Regions from separate parts of the Mus musculus genome. Here region 1 is linked to region 2. Evidence: chromatin contacts called from public HiChIP or PLAC-seq data. All regions are on one chromosome and are shown on one strand. Each heading gives the region's core, a stretch centred on a gene start, on an enhancer-like site or on the middle of the called end of the contact. The rest is flanking DNA. Distances are from core to core; before and after follow the strand shown.

Region 1 (3,039 bases), core at 179-2,678, 220 kb after region 2:
TTAACCGAGCTTGCTAACCTGCTGCCTGCTTTGTATATTCGCAAAGCCTCCTGGGTGGAAAAGGAGAATCCAGTGGAAGGGTGAAAGATCCTTGCTTGAGCTCCAGACAGCTGGTGAGTGAAAGGCAGCCAGAGACACAGCTGTCCTTGAGTTGCGCTTCTGCCAAGTCAAAATAACAGGTATGGGGTTGAGATTCCGAGCTCAGCCTGTGCAGTGCCTGCTGTGTGCTAGGCCTTCTTGAAAGGGCGAAACACACCCTTTTGTTTTCAGTCCTTGCCGTGGAGCGCTGTCCTCTGAGCACAGTGTGGGTGTCACGGGAACAGCCGTGGCTACGTGCGAGAGACTCTCAAGCCATGACTCCTTGACAGGCGGCGTTCCCTCAGAGTAGGAGAGGTGTAGGGAGGCTCATTGGACCCTCGGCTGAGCTCAGTCACACTCTTTTGCACTTACTGGCCAGTTATATGTTAATTCTGGCTAAATTGCACGTGGTCTGGGTGAAGTACTGTAGACGGTGGAATGTTAACTGCGAGTAGGACTCCTATACAGCTATGGGGAAGCTGTCATCCATGCTGGGGCCGAGGCTTCCTAGTGGCAGCTGCTCCTGGAGATAACCCCTCTCCCGTGCTTCCCTTAGTTCCCGTTGGGCTACAGTGGAATCTTACTGTGTGGTTTTGTTGTTGGTACCCTGTAAGGGAGAGGGGGTTGAAGACGATGCTCTGTGTCTCCTCGGAGAGAGTTCCCACAATGGCCCTGTAACAATCTATTTTACCGAAGAGCAGCTTTGTAGCTGGGGTTTGTTACTGCAGCCAGCAGCTTGAGGGTCTCTGTGAAGCATGCTGGGGTGTGGTGGGTGGGGTAGAATGAGGTCTGGCTGCTGTGACTCCTTTCCTGTGGGTCTCAGGAATGGAAGTAGAGCCATTTGATGGAGGAGGAACAGTAATTTTCTATGCACAGTTTAGTTCTGCTGATGTTTAATGAGAACTTCAGGGAAGGTGCCCTGGAAAAAGAGAACACTGGGGCTCCACCCCTCATACCTGTCTCTGTGTGGTCTTTAGTCCCTCTCAGGCTTCCTTTCATTCTCCATGATGAGGCACTGGTGTCTCTGACCAATGGCCTCTCCGCATAGCAAGATCTAGGTACAAAATGGTCATTGGATTTTTGTAGACCCTCCAAAGGCCACACCACCAGGAAGCTATGTTCACTGATGTGGGGCTCTGGAATTCTCTTGTTTGGCCAGTCTCTGCATTTCCTTTAGCCCACAGGTTGTCACCAGTGTTTGCTTTAACTTCCTCTTACGGCTATCTCAATTCGAGATTGCCAGCCTGAGCTACAGATCCATCTTGCCACAGATGCCAGCCCACCGCCACAGGCTGACTGCAGAGACTGCAGTGCCCTGCTGCACAGTGCTGGGGAAACTTGTTGCTGAGGGGATGTTTAAAGACTCTTCCAGTGGAGACAGCTCGTAGGCGGCGTGTTTTCCTGGCTCACTCCAGAGTATAGCTGGCCCCTCGGCAGTTGGTATTTCCCAGTGGTCCATCGTCCGCTCCTCTTCTACTGAAGTTCTTTACCTTGGCTTTCCAAGCCTCCTTTCCCTGGGAGGAGTGGCCATGGTCTCTGTGGGAGCAGAAGCCTGGCCTTGGCCCTGACGGTGCTTGGGGCTGTGATGGCTGGGGAGGCAGCGCCTTCCCTCACCAGGCTGAAGACAATTGGGAATAGACACAGGGTGGGCAGAGGCTTCCGAGCCCTAGAGAGGCAGTTTTGTCTTCTGACTGCTGTCAGTTGTGGTCAGAGGAAAGGGGCTTTGAACAGTGGAGTGGGAGTCAGCCGCTTTTTTATCTTTGAGGGTCACTGAGCATCTAGAGTCAGCCATCTCTAGCTGTTAGCCCCTTGTTTACCTGCCCAGCTCTGAGGTGGCTGGCAAGCTATGGGCTACAGCTTCAGTCCTGCATGCTAGCTGAGTGCCTCACCCTGCAGTGGATGGCAGAACTTTTGCAGGCTTGCATGCTGGAATGCACACAGCCAGCTTTTCCTGACCCCTCTGGGTTTGTGGTGAAGGGAGTCATTGAAATGGGTGGGATAATCCACTCTTCTCAGAGGTGGGCTGCTGATGACCTCCACAGGCCTGAGAGTCTAACTTAATAAACAATGGCTTAAAGTCTTACGATGAGTTGTAGTGGTATTAGTGAGGTGTGTTATTGTTTGTTTGTTTGTTTTTGTTTTTCGATCACATTTTACTGCTTTATTTACATATTAAATATTTCTCATGAACTTTGCTTTATAAAACTGACAAAGATTTTTGCCTCATTAAGCAAGCTGTGTTTGCTGACTGTAGCATAAACACATCATCACCATGCAAACAGACATACATTTAAGTGCATATACTGTGAATTTTTGGCTTTTAGGCTTTCAGACTTGTTTATTCAGGTAGTATAAAAAAAGAGATGAGGCACATTCTTAGGGGAATTTTAAGAGTACACATAGGTTAAATTTTTTGTTCTGCGGTAATTGTAGACTCATGCTCAGCAAACAAGGCGATTGAAGCAGCAGGAAGGGAAGGAAGTGAGTAATCTAAGTGGATAGTGGGATCTTAGACTTAGCTTCTTGCTCGCCTATACTGCCCCCTGCTGGCCATGCCAGACTTTGCATTGCGGATGTATACTTAGCAGGAAGGGGATCAGTTGTTTCATACATACACACCATAGGTGATCTCTTTCTGTGATCTTCCTTTCTTTCCCAAGAATAGAAATGACTTTCAGGTCTTCTGTTCTGATATCTTAAATGATATCTTGGTCTCTTCTCTCTGCTCTTCCTACAGCTAACCTCTGGGATTATTTCCTGTCCAGGGTTCCATGAGATTTAACCTTTTTTTTTTTCTTTTTCTGTTTGAAAGAATTGAGAGAGTGATTAGTGCATTGTGAGCTGCTAGTTCTTTTTCATTTTATTTATTTATTTTTGAGGCAGAGTGTCGTCGTCCCCCAACCCCCACCAGGCTAGCCTTGAACTAACTCATGCCCCTGCTTCTGCCTCCTGAGTTCTGGG
Region 2 (2,784 bases), core at 135-2,634:
CTACAGAATTCCAGCCACTTCTCTACTTCCACAGCCAATGGCATGGCTCTTGATGAAACAGATGGGTACACACGCCAGGCTAGAAAAGTCTTTCTAGAGATCATTGTGCAGGGCCTACATCTCAGGCCACCTTTTCAGTTATGAAAGAAGAGAAACAAAACACCCACGTCTTAAATGTGACAGTACTGGGGTCGCGCGAAGGGGCAGATGGCACCACAACCTGGGTGAAGTCCTCAAAGTCACCAGTCCACCCTCCCCCACACCTGACACACTGAGGCCCATGAACTCAGGCCAGGGCAGGTGACCTACAGGGCTCTACCTTGGGGCTCTGCTGACAGAACCCAGAGCTTACCACTCCCTCATGGCTTCCCAGTCCTACAGTTGTGCTTGTTTAGTCAATCCCCTATCTCCTTTCCAATGATGTCCTGGGAACTACGTATAGAGATGCATGTTTGGACCTGGCCTGCTCAGAGACCTGGCCCACCCCATGGCTCAGGTACACAGAAGAACTAAAGACTCCCTCTGGAGAGGAAAGGATAGGTTCTATCAGGAAAGGTTCCTGTGACACTGGAGAGTGATCCAGGGGCCTATTCTGGGTCTGTCACAATGTGCCTGAGAGAAGAGTTTGAGTGAGTTCTACCATTCTGACTCACCATTTCCCAAAGCCCTGATGTCTCACTTGGAAAATGGCATAAGATGAAGACTTATCACATGAACTCTGTAAAGGGAATACAGTTCTTGGGGGGAAGGGGGGAGGGGGCGGGACCTGGGGGTTTGGGAGGGGGGGCATCCTACCATGTGTAAAGCCAATGGTTGTGTGAAGGAAATAAAATCATTGAGACTCAAAGGAGCCTTGGAGGTGCTCCTGTTAAGAAAGAAGTCAAGGTCCTGAACACGTGTTATCCCAGACAGTCAGCAGTCACAGCTGGCCTCTGTCCCCATGCCTGCCTAGCTGTGGGCCCAGTCCATGCCCCGCCCCCACCCTCAGTCTGGGGGTGGGGGGCGGGAAGCTTTCTCGGAGAGCAGACACATTGTCTACGCCCACCAGAGAGAGGTTGGCAGCCAAAATGATGCCCACGAAGCAAACAGCAACATTTCAGGGTGCCCGACAGTGTGAGAGATGCAGAGGAGTCACGCTGCATCTTCCAGACACACACACACAAGCATTTCTCAACCCAGAAATCATTTTCAAAGGAAAACGCCAGGGAGATAATAGTGGGTTTGTAGAAAAAGAGGAAACCAGCACGGCTGGGCATTTCTGCTCTCTTTGGAAACCACAGAAACCACATCAGGAACAAATGAGACTAAAGAAGGCTTCCTGCCAGGGAGGGGAGGCGGATGAGACTCCTGAAGTCCCTGAGACAGAGATGGGAAGCGGAAGATGCTTCTCCAAGCACAGGCTGTTCCCACGGTCGGCAAACACGCGTCTTCCGCGTCTTCCGTGAGACACACAGTTTGACAATTCAGCGTTCAGCCGACTCGGCCGCCATGCAGCCCAGTGCCCAGGAGGCTCCTCAGCAAAGCTTAGTGAGAAGTGGGGGTCCGGGGATCTGACACCAGGCCTGACGGGAGCCCCGCCACAAGAAGAAATGGCATCCCGCTTTCGGTTACATTTACGTTTGTAGGAGATCTTTCTCCGGATCTGCAGCGCGTCTGCTAGCTTTGATTGAGTCACCCTCAGGTTCTCCATCATCCCCTAAAGCTGCGCAGAGAGGAACGCCATGATTCAGAGTTCAGGGTTAAGAGTAGCACCAAATGTCTCCCATCCCTCCAGCTGATGAGTCCAGTCGATGAGCTGACGGTGGTAGCCAAAGGAGACTCGCAGGCCCCTTGGAGGAATGGATCATTAAACTCATTCAGATGGTTCCGGCAGCTGAGTTGGAGGGGGGGGCACCCTGACAGGGTGGGAGCCGGGGAGGGGACAGCTGTGATGACATTTTGCACGGGCACTCCTGATCCCATTACACACCGTTTCTCCTCTTTCACTTTTTAAGATCACATCAACTGCAAATATAATCTCTGGGTGTTCTCGGAGAGATAATGGCACAGCTTTTGGTAGGTACCCCTGTTTTACTACCAGAATTTCTGAAGCATTTGATCCTGGTTGCAAAGCACATTTCTGAGGTCAAGATCAATGCTACTAACCCAGGGAAGTAAGCTAAAATGACTTGGGACACCTGACCACATTACCTTTGCCCTGCTTTTAATTTGTATTTTATTTATGTGTGTGTGTGTGGGGGGGGTATTTTTCCTGCACATGTGTCTGTGCATCATGTGAGTGCTCCCCATTTTGGAACTTTTATTTTTATTTATGTGCATATCTATGTGTCTCTCAGTGTATACCACTTGTGGATGTAAAGATCCCCTAGAGCTAGACTCACTGGCAATTGTGAGCCACTCCATGTGTGCGCTGGGAACCAAATGGGACTCCTCTCAGGAGGAGCAAACACTCGACCTCTGGCCATCTCTCCAGCCCCTACAGAAAGAAGAAAAAAACCATTTTTAAAAGGGGGGTCTTACTATGTAGCCCAGGCTATCCTTGAACTTAATATCCTCCAACCTTAGCCGCCTGAGTGCTAATAGGAGTGTGGTTCCACAGCCATGCGTGTCTGAAACTTTATGAAAGAACGAGTTCTACCAGGGATCTGCAACCCTATAGGTGGAACAACAATATGAACTAACCAGTACCCCCAGAGCTCGTGTCTCTAGCTGTATATATAGCAGAGGATGGCCTAGTTGGCCATCACTGGAAAAAGAGGCCCCCTGGTCTTGCAAACTTTATAT

What was found. HiChIP or PLAC-seq counts read pairs in DNA pulled down with a chosen protein or histone mark.
Region 1: a contact with region 2 is called in an H3K27ac HiChIP or PLAC-seq map of neural progenitor cells, with 7 times the contacts expected there. The contact joins two enhancer-like sites. A contact is called at or near these places in 1 of 15 datasets of contacts at CTCF or cohesin (the NIH/3T3 cell line), 4 of 484 Hi-C or Micro-C datasets (bone marrow-derived macrophages, embryonic somatosensory cortex, hemogenic endothelial cells and 1 more) and 5 of 115 datasets of contacts at active chromatin or transcription factors (T-cell acute lymphoblastic leukemia, embryonic basal ganglia, fibro-adipogenic progenitors and 2 more).

The regions. Positions count from the first base shown.
Region 1 is chr1:89,521,978-89,525,016 of GRCm38.p6, forward strand. All of the region lies in intron 1 of Agap1 (ArfGAP with GTPase domain, ankyrin repeat and PH domain 1), which reads left to right. Among named protein-coding and RNA genes, the nearest start is that of Gm41914, 57 kb to the right of the region's middle. Within about 2 kb of position 1,429, at least 28 of the 459 cell types and tissues checked have an H3K27ac peak or open chromatin away from gene starts, as enhancers often do. A contact at or near this core is called in neural progenitor cells, where this site is marked.
Region 2 is chr1:89,301,472-89,304,255 of GRCm38.p6, forward strand. No RefSeq gene overlaps it. Among named protein-coding and RNA genes, the nearest start is that of Gm41913, 85 kb to the right of the region's middle. Within about 2 kb of position 1,385, at least 59 of the 459 cell types and tissues checked have an H3K27ac peak or open chromatin away from gene starts, as enhancers often do. A contact at or near this core is called in neural progenitor cells, where this site is marked.